Regions from separate parts of the Mus musculus genome. Here region 2 is linked to region 1. The links are chromatin contacts, called in public ChIA-PET maps. All regions are on one chromosome and are shown on one strand. The core of a region is the stretch at or near the end of the contact, and the rest is flanking DNA. Distances in the headings are between cores, read along the strand shown. Region 1 has its middle 17 kb from the start of Magohb. Region 2 holds the start of Ybx3 (Y box protein 3).

The links. ChIA-PET counts read pairs in DNA pulled down with a chosen protein or histone mark.
Region 2: a contact with region 1 is called in an RNA polymerase II ChIA-PET map of effector CD8 T cells, with 12 read pairs. The contact joins the promoter of Ybx3 here to the enhancer-like site in region 1. A contact is called at or near these places in 8 of 39 promoter capture datasets (the C10 cell line, cranial neural crest, embryonic stem cells and 5 more), 1 of 15 datasets of contacts at CTCF or cohesin (CD8 T cells), 3 of 115 datasets of contacts at active chromatin or transcription factors (CD8 T cells, effector CD8 T cells and embryonic stem cells) and 3 of 9 other capture datasets (adipose tissue, liver and pancreatic islet).

The regions. Positions count from the first base shown.
Region 1 is chr6:131,272,517-131,279,161 of GRCm38.p6, forward strand. No RefSeq gene overlaps it. Among named protein-coding and RNA genes, the nearest start is that of Magohb, 17 kb to the right of the region's middle. Within about 2 kb of position 4,040, at least 17 of the 459 cell types and tissues checked have an H3K27ac peak or open chromatin away from gene starts, as enhancers often do. A contact at or near this core is called in CD8 T cells and effector CD8 T cells, where this site is marked.
Region 2 is chr6:131,385,566-131,392,210 of GRCm38.p6, forward strand. Ybx3 (Y box protein 3) reads right to left here and starts at 2,885. Exons shown (of 10, transcript NM_139117.2): 1 at 2,453-2,885. The coding sequence starts at 2,690.

The DNA.
Region 1 (6,645 bases), core at 2,790-5,289:
TTCTGTCCCTCCTCTTGACAAAAGCAAAAAGAGGAAATTGTGTAATGAAAGCTGACTCTGATCAAAATTACAGAACCAATGTCTCATGCCATATCCTGCAATAAATGATCATAATCAATAGTTGAAGGCCAAGATGAACACTCCTGCAGAGAAAGAAAAACCAGGGACCTTAGCAAAACCACTAGGAAAAAGAGGGGACGGAAGTTTCTAGGTTCCTAGCTTTATAATAGGCTGTTGGAAATTTTCTGTAACTATTTGACAAAAATTACTTCTTGTTTTTAAATTATGTTTATTACAACTAAGTGTGTTTTAGGAATGCCTTCAAATCATTCAGAAGTCCACTGTGAAAATCTTGCTGTATATCCTTGGAGGCTTTTATTTATAAGATAATATTCATTGTGACTATTGATAGCCCCACAAAAGTGATGATCTTATTATTATTTTATGGCATATTAAATCTAAGAAACTGAGTGTGCTAAGCAAATAGAAATCACTGAGCTATACTTGGCATTCTTTTTGTTTTGTTTTTATTTAAATTTTGGTTGTTTTGTTTTGTCTTGTTTTGTTTGAGACAGTTGTTATGTCTCAAATTACAAACTATGTAGCCCAGGCTGTTGTCAAACTCACAGTGTGTTTGATTCACTCTCTTTAGTGCTGAAATTATGGTTGTATACCACCATACCAATTTGTGATATGTTTCTGATTGATCTCTTATAATAAATAATAAGCATTCTACATTTTATAAATACTGACCTACAAAATTTTAAAATCCATATATAATTATTAATCACTTGTATACAGTATAAATTAATTAATTATGTAATTCCTACTGTTGAACATTTAAGTTGTTTCCCCTGTTTGGTTGTTAGTTTAAACTACATAGAAACTGCTTAGAACATTCAAAGACACTTAATGGGTAAAGTCACGAGATCAGAGCAGATACACATTTAAGAAACTCTGATATAGATTATCACATGACCTCTAGCTCATTTATAGTCTCTACTAGTTGGATATAAAGATATTCACAATTGTTTTCTTTAGAGAAGAGATAAGGTGATCTTTTCTTCTGTGAGTTTTGCACATAGGTTTGTGATGAGACTTCCTGGAAAGAAGTGTGTCAGAAAAGACTGATTTACTGATTAAACTAGAATGGCATTGTTTAACATTATAGGTTGAAAGTAGAATGTTGTAAGTCCAGAATCTAATTACCTTACCACAGGCTAGCTCTAGGTCCCTAAATAGCCAGTCCTTGCTCACCTATGCCAAACCTAACATCCTGTGCCTAATAGAAGAAAACTTTTTGAAATCTATTCATTTAGCAGACCACTAAATTGTCACCAGTCTGAAAGATAAGAATATCCTCTGATGTTCTTGGAGTATTTTCTTGGAATTGCTTCCACACTGGAACATGGAACCATAATCACTCAAAATGGCTCAAAAATAAACTATTTCTTATTCCTTTTAAGGTAAAAGCTGTGTTTTGTATCAAAAGGTCTTATTCCTAAACTCTTGCTATGTGCACTGCCAGTGAAACCTCACATTCTAACACTGAATGCTGAAGATGTTAGGAACTTCATTAGGAAGGGGGTATGAGTCAGAGATGGGCCTTGCTTCTGATGTGCATGTTTGAGCCCAAGCACTACAATAAAATGACAATAGTACAATACTACTACTACTACCACTACCACTACCAATACTAATACTAATAAAATAACAATAATAAAAGTAGGAGGAAGATTATTTGATTTCTAGAGTGTGTTGCCATGAGGCAACCTTTGTCAGAATATGTTCAATCTCTCCCTAAATTTTATGTTAATTTGATCATAATTTTTCAAGCCTACTGGCTTGTTTTTTTATCAAGCCAATTTAACTTGCTCTTCAAATCAAGTGACAGACATAAATGGAGCACTGGAGGATGGTGGCTGGGGAATAGGCTGGAGAATAGAGAGGGAGCTGATGATGCAAGGACAGTCCTGATTCCACATGACAAGGCTAGAGGTGACCCTCCTGCTTCTCTCCTACTTTGCTAACTTCTAGCCAGCCTGTATTCATCACTCTTAGCCTTCATTCACTCCCACCTGCAATATTTCCTCCTATTTCACAATCTACTCATATTCTCACCAAGAGGCTATGCCGCCTGTGTCTTACATGACTAGTTCTAATCTTACATTGTTCATTTTGTGGACTTAAAAAAAGTTTTAATTTTTTTTAATATTGTGTGTAATGTATGCTGTGAGGCATATGTTGGGGTCAGAGGATAACTTTAGGGACTTAGTTCTTTTCTACTAGCATAGGTTCCAGGGATCAAATTCAGGGATCAAGCTTTTCTGGTCACTGCTTTTACCTACTGATACATCTTATAGGCCCCCTGATATCTTTGAGTTACCACTCAAGTCTGCAATTGTCATGCACCCAAGATCCCTGGAAATAGCTCATAGGTATTAACTCAACAGTGAAAGCCAAGATACTTCGGTGCAGTATGGATGCTTCCGAAATACACACACACACACACACACACACACACACACACACACACACACTTAGAGATGGGAAGCAGGGGTGGAGGAGCTATAGTGCTGAAAAAAAGAGACCAGTACTTCAGTGTCCAGGGTACAGGAGATGCTTGTGTTGTCAAAGTTTTCCAAAGGAAAAATTGAAAAAGTCAGCTGATTTATTTAGGGATACCGTATAACTAACTTTGGACCTATAAATAAAACCTAATGAATGCACAGAATATGTATACAATGTGGACTCAGAAAGCCCTGGGTTTTAAGCTTGCTACCAAGCGTGAGTCTGGGAGCTGGGGGTATGTGAGAGGAAACATTAATTTGAGCTCCTATCACTTCGTGGAAGTCCCATGATTCTCATGCTTTGACCACAGTAAAGCAGAAGAGCCAGTTCTCTTCAGGGTTGCTGTGAAGGTTAAATGAAATGCACAAATAGCCTTTTGTTTTGTTGCATTTGAGAAAGGGTCTCACTATGTATCCCTGGCTGACCTGGAACTCACTACATAAACCTGGTCGACCTCAAACTCACCTAGATCACCTGCTTTTGTCTTCCAAGGTGTTGCCCTAGCCCTCAGCCCCTTGGGATGATCCTCGGGGGTAGAGAGTAAGAAGGAACAGATTCAACAATGTAGACTCCAAACGGCAGGTGAGAAGCAGAAGCAGACTCATTTATAGCCGGATCAGGCTGTGTCTTTATATCCTCCACCCATACCCCTTTGGTCCATGACCACTTGTCCCTTGTCCAGGTCATGAGGTCATGTGTCTCCATGTGCCAGGTAGATCTTAAAGTTATAAAATGCAGATGCAGCTATTGTGCATGCATGGGTCATGATGGGCTGCCAGTCAAGGTATACAGACTCATTCCTCCTACACCAAGTGATGGGGTTAAAAGTATGTGCCAAGCCAAGCTTCACAAAATATTCAGTCATAACCTGACAAATGGATAGTTCGTTGCATTCAACATTCAATGTTATTATTTGCTGCCCAAGATTCCAATATTTCCTTAGCATATAATTTTGAGCAAAACACTGACTCTTCAGACCTGTGTTTTCACATGGTCACCAAGAGTGTGTCACCTACTTCCTAGGTTTAGAGTAATTGCAATCAGGATTATAGACAGAGGCTCTTGGGTTTCAAGAGAACTTTTTTTGAGCATACTAGCCTCCAGAAGCTTCTCTAAGATGATGAGCTAGGTTTTCTGCCAAAACTTGTCAGAGTGCAGGTGTTTGCAAGAACAGGACAGGGAGAGTACCTGAATAACGGGGAGGAACTGAGAGACCTGCTGTTAATCCCAGCTGGCAAAGATAAGACTACTGCCACAATTGTGAAGCCAGACTTTATTAAAATACTGATAAGGGTGGTTATATGAAGGCCACCACATCAAAGATTCCCAGAAAATGGACACAAAGTACATTAGTCGTGTGCTTAAAAAGGCAAACCCCACAAGGCTAAGTCCTTCGCGACTTTGTCCAATGGGGGCAAGCATACATCTTGACATCCTTCCTGTCTAAATACCTCCTGCCTGCATGTCATCAAGCACATCCTACGAAGTTGAGGCAAACCAACTTAGTTTACAGATGTGAAAAAAACTGCTCACAACCTTCCAGGAAGTTCTCTATCTTTGAGTAAGTGAGGTTTACAAGTTAGAGCCAATTTTGCTTTATAGATCTCTTAACATAACTTTAGCCCTCACGTTACAGCTGTAAGCCACTGCTGCTCTAGAAAATTGACATTCCCTGGCTCGGATTCCGGGGTTTATGTTACAATGTCCCCAGAAATATTAATAGTGCTGAGACCGTTGTGCATTCTTATCTCTGCTGAGAGGGTGTGATCCTTACCACAGAGGTGAACCACATGCTCAGGGCACAATTCTTTGTGCTTTCTGCATATTGTTTGCCTCCTCTAACATGATGCAAAGACTGTGAGCAAGAACTCCAGAGCTGTTTGTTCATTACTGTGGCCACAGCATGAACAGGAGATGGAGTGCCTACCAGTGCACTTGATGAAGGAGGAGGGTAGTTAACAGAAACTGAACACAGAATGGGTGACCTTTTTGATTCTGTACAGACAGAAGCATGCCCATAGCTGTAAATCCAAAGGTGAGCAGCTTCCTCTGAGCTATGTACTACTAAGCTCTGAACTTCTAGGGAAATGTAAACTGCTAAGGAGCACAGTTATCACTGACTGACATTCCTACTGTGGTTTTTTTTTTGTTTTGTTTTGTTTTGTTTTGTCTTTTTGGTTTTTTTTGACCAAAGGGCAGCACAAAACAGGAAGTATTGAACTTAACCAGATAATAAAAGTTAGATGAGAAGCTTGAAGATTTTGTTTCCCTGAAGTTTTTCTTCTTATTTTTGTGGGGAAAGAAACCTGAACATATACACACAAATATATATTCATTTCCAGCTGCTTTGCTGTAACAGTCTTTATTTGTGAAGCCACAACTGCCCACTCCTTATGTTGAGACAGACACAACCCTAAACCCAATTTCAAACCTTCCAGTCAGATCCTCAGACCTCAGTGCACAGCTGCAGGCGGCTCTTCCTATTCCAGGCTGAGGAGAGGGACACTGGAGTAGCTACCAGCCTGAGGAAAGGATGACTTACTCACTGGCTTCACTTCAAGGACTGGCTGGTCCTGGTCAGAGTCCCACCTCTTGGTACTTCTGGTTTAAGGTGGAACTTAAACAACACTGAAATACGGTAAACTTCACAGCTCTTAAGAAAACAACAAAGAGCTCTACTTTGAGATATCCTGGGCCCAAAACCACCCGATATGTATCCGAATTTATAATCACAACTGTTCTAACTCTCCGAATTATACCCAACCCAAATAGTCCCTGCTGAACCTAAAACATTGAGTCTGAGGAAATTAGAAAGATGCTTCAGAAACTCAATAAGAATAATGGGACCTTAAGAAGGGTTTCAGGTCCCACCTCAGGGACAAAGACAGACAATTCCTCAAAGTAAAAGGCTGGAAAACTATTTTCCAAACAAACTGTCCAAGCAAACAAGCTGGAGTAGCCATTCTAATACCAAATAAAATCGACTTCCAACCCAAAATTATCAAAACCGACAAGGAGGGGCACTTTGTAACTCATCAAAGGTAAAATCTTCCAAGATGAACTCTCAATTCTGAATATCTATGCTCCAAATGCAAGGGCAACCACATTCATTAAAGAAACTCTACTAAAGCTCAAAGCACACATTGCACCTCACACAATAATAGTGGGAGACTTCAACACCCAACTCTCACAAATAGACAGATCCTGGGAACAGAAACTAAACAGAGACACAGTGAAACTAACCAAAGTTATGAAACAAATGGATTAAGCAATACCTACAGGATATTTTATCATGAAACAAAAGGATATACCGTCTTCTCAGCACCTCATGTTACCGTCTCCAAAATTGACCAAATAATTGGTCACAAAACAGGCCTCAACAGATACAAAATATTGAAATTATCACATGCATTCTATCAGATCACCACAGACTAAGACTGATCTTTAATAAAAAAAATAAATATCAGAAATCCAACATTGATCTGGAAGTTGAACATCACTCTACTTAATGATAACTTGGTCAAGGAAGAAATAAAGAAAGAAATTAAACACTTTTTAAGAGTTTAATGAAAATGAAGCCACAACATACCCAAACTTATGGGACACAATGAAAGCATTCCTAAATGGAAAACTCAAAGCTCTTAGAGCCTCCAAAAAGAAACTAGAAAGAGCAAACACTAGCAGCTTGACAGCACACCTAAAAGTGATAGAACAAAAGGAAGCAAATTCAACCAAGAGAAGTAGACTGCAAGAAACCAAGTGTAAACAAAAAGAACTATACAAAGATTCAACCAAACCAGGAGCTGATTCTTTTAAAAAATCAACAAGATAGATTAAACCCTTAGCCAGACTAACTAGAGGTCACAGGGACAGTATCCTAATTAACAAAATCAGAAATGAAAAAGGAGACATAACAAGAGAACATGAGGAAATCCAAAACATCATCAGGTCCTACTACAAAAGGCTATACTCAACAAAAGTAGAAAACCTGGAAGACATGGACAATTTCTTAGTCAGACACCAGGTACCAAAGTTAAATCAGGATCAGATTAACAATCTAAACAGTCTCCCAAC
Region 2 (6,645 bases), core at 1,635-4,134, 110 kb after region 1:
AATGATGAATGTCAAATTTAGTATCTCCAGGAAATGGATAGGCCTAAACCAAGGAAGTGCATGAGACAGTCATCAACACTCAGTGAAATCCAAAACCTGGCAGGACTACACTTAGAAGGGAAAAGCTAAGGAATGGACAAGCCAGGTCTACTACCTCTGAGTGAGAAGACACTGTGGTTCTGAGTGGCGCAAGGATGGGCTTGCACCAACCTCTTAGCTTTCCTTGATGAGCTCCTAAGCCTTAAAGCCAATCTAATGTGAGCTGCAGAGCAAATGAGAAAAAAAAAAAAAAAAAAAAAACTGATGTTTCAGATGTCAACACAGGGAAGTCCGGTTTGGATAAACGGTATGGCCTCTACATCAGGATTTACATGAGAGGATTTTGTTTCTTTCAAAAACTCTGGATATACACAAATAAATAAAGATACACACATGGAGGCTCTGGAAGAAACTGATACAAAAAAACCACTAAGCCCAATGTGGTGGTGCACACCTGTAATGGTGGTGCACACCTGTAATCCTGCCCCTTGGGAGATAGAGGCAGGATGACAAAGAGTTAAAGGTTATCCTCTGCTACAAGGTGAGTGAGGCCAAGGCCAGTTTGGGCTACTTCATGTGACCAATCTCAAAAATAAATAAATAAATAAATAAGTAAAAGTGCAAAACCAAAACAGATACACAAAGAAAAGAGGGGAAGTCAATGATAACAGCAGAAGGGGGAAGATGGGCAAGATTCTCAAGTCTGTTTTCACACAGTTGATGGTGTTTCTTTCCTTCTCAAAGTTATTTTTAAAAATACTAACTGTACAAATATCTATGATCAGACAAATTCATTCACACTTTTAATACTATATTCAAGTACACAAGAAGGTGTTGGTTGGTAAAATACGCCTACCCAGATCTTTTTACTTGAATAAACTTGTTTTCCCTAAAGGACTACACGGTATAAACCAAAGTTAAGGCCCCTTTGCAAAGACCAGAATGAGAGCGTCCAAGATATCCATTTCAGTCAGTCCTGAGTCCAGAACATTTTGGATATCCGTGTGTCGGCCTGGCACAGGAGATGGCAGACCACATCGGACAAAGACAAACAGTGCTCAAAGTGTCAGGTGGAGGCTTGCCCTTCATTTTCTGAGTCTGGACTTTTTGAGGTGGCAGGATGAAAGACATCAGACTCATCACCAGGTATCTGGCAGAAACAGAACTAAACTGCTGGGGATTGCGGAAATTAACCTTCCTTTATCGCCCTACCACCACCACCCACCTCCCACCCCCAATCTCCAAAGATATTATCTACTTTTCTTATCTCAAAAGTGCAAGGATCAAGTAAAAACCTGTAGGATTCCATCTGCCCTTAGTAAGGTATCATTAAGAACCTGCTTCGGCTAGCAACACAGGGTTCTATCTTTCATTTTGTGTGGAAATGGTCCAAGGAGCATCTTGGTAGAAAGTGCCACAATGTAACACCCACAAGACCTTTAAGGAACTTTTTAGTGAGAGTGGGGAAAAAAAAAATTGGCAGGAACCAAGTTTTTAAAGCCTTGGGAAAACAAGAACCAGAGAACTGTCAGGGGTGGGGAACACCGAATGGTGTTCTATTTCTTCCACAATTATTCCTTCAGCTTTCTCGCTAGAATGGGGAGGAAGCTCAGAGAGCAGGCGAGCCCAATCGGCCCCACCCAGAAACAGTGAACATTTCTGAAGCATCCTACACCATCTGTTAACTTTCCTGTTTCGGATAGCAAACCACATGCGCACGCACACACCCTCCGGGGAGCTTATCCACCACCCACCTGCTAGGCAAGCTTGTGGAAGGCCTCACACCGGGCGTTCCTTAAGGAAGATGAGGACACCCAAATGTGCGACAAAATACAACAGCCACAGTTATAAAACCTCTGCCCCGCGCCCCGCGAAATCTCCAGTCCCCACCTTCCCTTTCCCTCCAGTAACAAGTCGTAAGTGTTTTGGACACTCGTCCTACTCCACTTCCGACTAAGTTTTCCCGGCCGTCACACCACGTGTGTTCCCACGGTGCGGGAGAGGGGATGGTGCAGCAATTGGAAGGTACTGGAGGCTCTTTGCATCTGTGGGCACAGTAAGGGGAGGCGAGTGCCCGCCCCAAGTTTCCCGGGGCGTTGCAACATCCCTGTGCCGGCATGTGGCCCGCAGGAGCATGGCGGCTGTCCCAAGCCCACGAGGGAAGGGTGTCAGAGACAGACACCTGACCCTCCCAGGCCTAGGGGGTAAAAAAAAAAAATACACCACACAATAAAATCTTCCCAAGTCACCCCTCTCGTGCCTTCCTAGTGTCCCCTCCTCCCCACCGAGGAAACGTGCTGCTTTCCCGACCCACAGCCAAGACTCCCCAGAGCTGGCCCACGTGTCCCAGCCCGCCCTGCATCCACGTCCATCCTCGCCCGCCGTCTCTCCCGGGCTGCAGGCAGGGACTCACCGAGAACTTTCTTCTCCGCGTCCTCGCCGCCCGCGGGGGCTGATGAGGCCGGGGCGGGCCCGGGGGCTGCGTCTCCGCCGGGGCTCCCCGCGAGCAGCGCGGCGGGCGCCGGGGCCTGGGGCGCGCCGCTGGCCGCCGGGCTCTTAGGCGCGGGGTCCGGGGGCGCCGCGGCGGGCGCGTCGGCCGCGGCCTGCGGGAGCGTGGTGCCGCCGGTGGTGGCCTCGCCCGCCTCGCTCATGCCGCCTCTCCGCTCTCTCCGGGCACCTCGGTGGCGGTTGGCGGCGGTTAGCGCGGTGGCAGTCGCGGCGTCCGGCTCGCTCTCGGGGAGGCCGGTGCGGATCGCGCGGCGCGGCGGCGGGCGGCGGCTCGAGGGCTGGGGACGCGCGCGCTCGCGGTCTCGCTGGATCTCCCGGCCCCGAAGATGGCCCCGCGCAAGTGCTCGCGGGCGGCGGGCGGGCAGGCGGACGCGGGGCGGGGAGAGAGAGGGTGGGGAAAGCCGCCGTAGCTGCTTATTAGCATTTAAAGGCGCCCGCGCTACTCGGCAAGGCTCCCGGAGCTGGTTAGTCCGGGGATGCGGGCACCCGGGCGAGGTCGCCGCGGAGCAGAGGAGACATACCCTCCCCAAGACGTCTTTCACCTGAGCCTGCTTCCTGAGAGGTGGAGTGGGCCCACAGCGCCTTAATAAAACAAAAACAAAAACAAAAAAAAAAACCTCCTTTACATTTGCACATCCAGCAGATACCAGAAAGTATTCTGGGCGCTGAGATAGGAACTAGAGTAACCTGGGAGCTGTGGTTAGCCCGCTCCAGTATTCCTAGTACACAAGAGGCTGAGGCTGGAATGTCATTGAGAGTAGCCTAGCTTGGGCTACTGAGGCTGTCTTTCAACTATCCCTCCTTCCAAGTAGTAACACACACACACACACAAAAAAAAAAAACAGACAAGGGGTTGGAGATGTAGCTTAGAGGATCCAGTGCTCGCATGGGTCAGTTCAAGGTCATCATGAGCAAAAGAAGTTTGAAGGCTGCAAGAGATTCTCTCCAAACAGCCATGTGCGTGCGCCGGAATACCGCCCCTACTCCCCAACAAAACAAAACAATTACTCTTATAAAATCAAAAGGCCTCGTTTAGCGACTCCACAAGTGAGAAAATTAAAATCTAGATCTTCCAGAATGACTGCAAATGCAGGGTTTACACCTGTCAGAGGCAACAGATAATAAGCTGTTAATATGTATTTAATAACCTACGTTGAAAGAGTGGAATAAATCCACATGATACCTTTTGCTCGAGTTGGCTATAATTAGCACTAAACTGGGGAAAGCTTGAGCAACTCAGAGTAAGGCCTGCAAGATGCCTCAGCAGGTAAAGGCTTGCCTCCAAACCTGACCACCTGAGTTTCTTCCCTGGACCTACCAGATGGAAGAAGATAATCAACTCCAAGTTGTCCTGACCTCCATACATGTGCCGTGGCAGCAGCATGCGGTCCCACCACCCCCATAAATGTAAAACCAAAAAACAAACAAACGAAAAATGTATGTTTGAGACAGGTTTCTCTGTGTTAGCCCTGGCTGTCTTTGAACCCGGCTCTGCAGGCCATACTAACCTCTGAGAGATCCTCCTGCATCTCTGCCCTCCTCTCCTCCTGGGGCTGAGATTAGATTAAAGTTGTGTGCTGCTCTGCCAAGCTTAAGAACATTTTTAAGGACAAGGGAACAAGAGTCCTCCTGGTCGCTAGGATGAGACCTACAACATGCAGATGACCTCTAAACACTCCCAGCAGAGGAGTCCACATTACCCTTTACAGAGTGAAGCTTAACACTTGACCAAAGAACTGAGACCTGTACCAAAGACTATCTGGAATATAGGGCCATTTTGCCCCTGCAGCTCAAAATAGTGTCCCAAAGGGGCTGTGAAAAGAGGCTAAGTTATACATGTTTTCAGTGTCTGGTCCAATGAAAGTGTTCTTTTAAAATCCCCTCTTTCCCCACATATTTACCCTCCTTTCACCCGCTACCCCCTGGAAATTGTTGATCAAGTTACCATCTGCCATCAAGATGGTAGTTCTCATGTGCAACTCAAGTTTTGGCATTTCCACTGGTTAACACAATCCCAAGCCTACAATGTGCACACAGTAAATGTTTGCAAAATGAAAACAACACAGACCAGATTATTCCACAGCCATGTACTTACCAATGAAGTTGTTATCAGTGTAGTGCATCCATGACACATACAATTTTTAAGAAACAAATGTTGGGCAGGTGAGATGGCTTAGCAGGTAAAGGTACCTGTTGCCCCACCTGATGACCTGAATTCAATTCCCAGAACCCACCAGGTACAGGGAAGAATGGACTGCAGAAATCGGTCCTCTAGCTTCCATACTTGTGCTGTGACAAACATGTCACCCATACTTACCGACACACACACAGACCTACAAATAATGAAAATGTTAAAAAGCAAATAAATGTAAATTCTGGACAGGGTTGGGGTATCTTAGCCTTGAAATACCAGTACTTGGAGATTAGAAGGAAGATCATAAATTCAAGGCCATCCTGAGCTACATAACTAAATCTCACCCCCCCTGCCAAAAAATATAGACCAAAATAAATAAGTAATCTTTAAATTTTTTAAAAAGTTTAATTGTAAGTTCTCAGTTTTTAAATAGTATCACTGCATGTTCCATACTGAAATCAAATGAAAATATGAATATGAAATGTGAATAACATTTAAGAAGTTGTTCTTAAATGTAAAATATAGGTGTTGCTTGGGAAAGCCCCATGCTAATGGTTTTATAGTTAAATTATAAGTTGTGCTTTATGCTGGTGAGGGTTGGCCATTGCTTTTCTTATCCTAACAGAATGGTGATCATTACTGCTTACCAGTCAGAATTGTGTTCAAGGGAAAAAAAAAAAAAATGAGGGCAGTTGAACTCATTAAAGTGATCTAATATAAAGGCTTCAAAAAATGTATTCTATTTTATGTGTATGAGTGTTTGCTTTCAAATGCTCTACATATGTGTCTGATGCCCACGGAAACGAGAAAAATGCACAGGATCCTCTATAACTGGAGATACAGAGGTGGTGAGTTACCATGTGGATTCTGGGAACTAGACCTTGGCCATCTGCAAGTGAAGCAAGAACCCTTAATAGATGACCCTTCTCTCCAGCCCCATCAAGATGGTTTTGCTTGTTTGTTGGTTGGTTTTTGAGACAAGATCTTTTGTAGCCCCAGCTGACTTTGAACTTGCTATGTAACTGAGGCTGACCTTGAACTCCTATCTCCACTTCTCTTTTATTTTTAGAATACCTTTTACTTATTCCTTGACAAGGTCAAATGTATATAATACACATATGTATATCATGATCATTACCAACCTTAACCCCTCCCTCAACTTCCCCCTCCACTTCTTGACTTTAGGGATGGCAAATGTGCCACACCTGGAGGAAAGAAAAATATATCCGCTGTTGTCGAATAACTCCTAATCTCTGGAGGACCTTAAAGAAATTGTAGATGTTGTTATGAAGGCTTCCTAGAATTTGTACCATAATAGTTACCCCTCTACTCATTGTTTAAAATAAAAAAAGGCAACTGAGAGTTCTTGATCCTGAGCTAGATGGAGAGAATGGGTAAAAGAACACAACCTATATCATCTTAATAATCCTTACTTGGAATTACCTTGGATACAGATGCACATAGGCACCGGGTCCTCCACCTCTTCATTCACTCATGCTCTCACACAACCAGGAAGAGCTCCTCTACACCAAACAAAACACTACACTATGAAGAACGGTTGCTACTTTAGATTTCTCCCTCTGAGATCTTTGTGTGACATTCAAGTGCTTTTCCATATCTTTTTTTCAATCCTTTTTAATGTCCTTTTCTGAGACATAGTCTCCCAGCGTTAGCACAGGCTGTCCTGGAACTCAGGACAGGCCTACTGTCTCATGCTCACAAGTTTGAAGACTATAGAATGAGTTATTATACCTATCATTTATTATTTCTCTTAGAAGTATGTAATTGTTATTTCTTGAATTAGAGATAAATTGGATACAAAAGCTAGTTGCAGACAGCAGTCATTTTAAAACATTGGCTATCTTATCTTGATCCTGAGAACAAATGCTACTATTTTCCTAATAAGAAGAAGGGCAGAACATCCACCAGGGTTGCAAAGGCAGAGGGAGAGAGTCAGAGCAGCA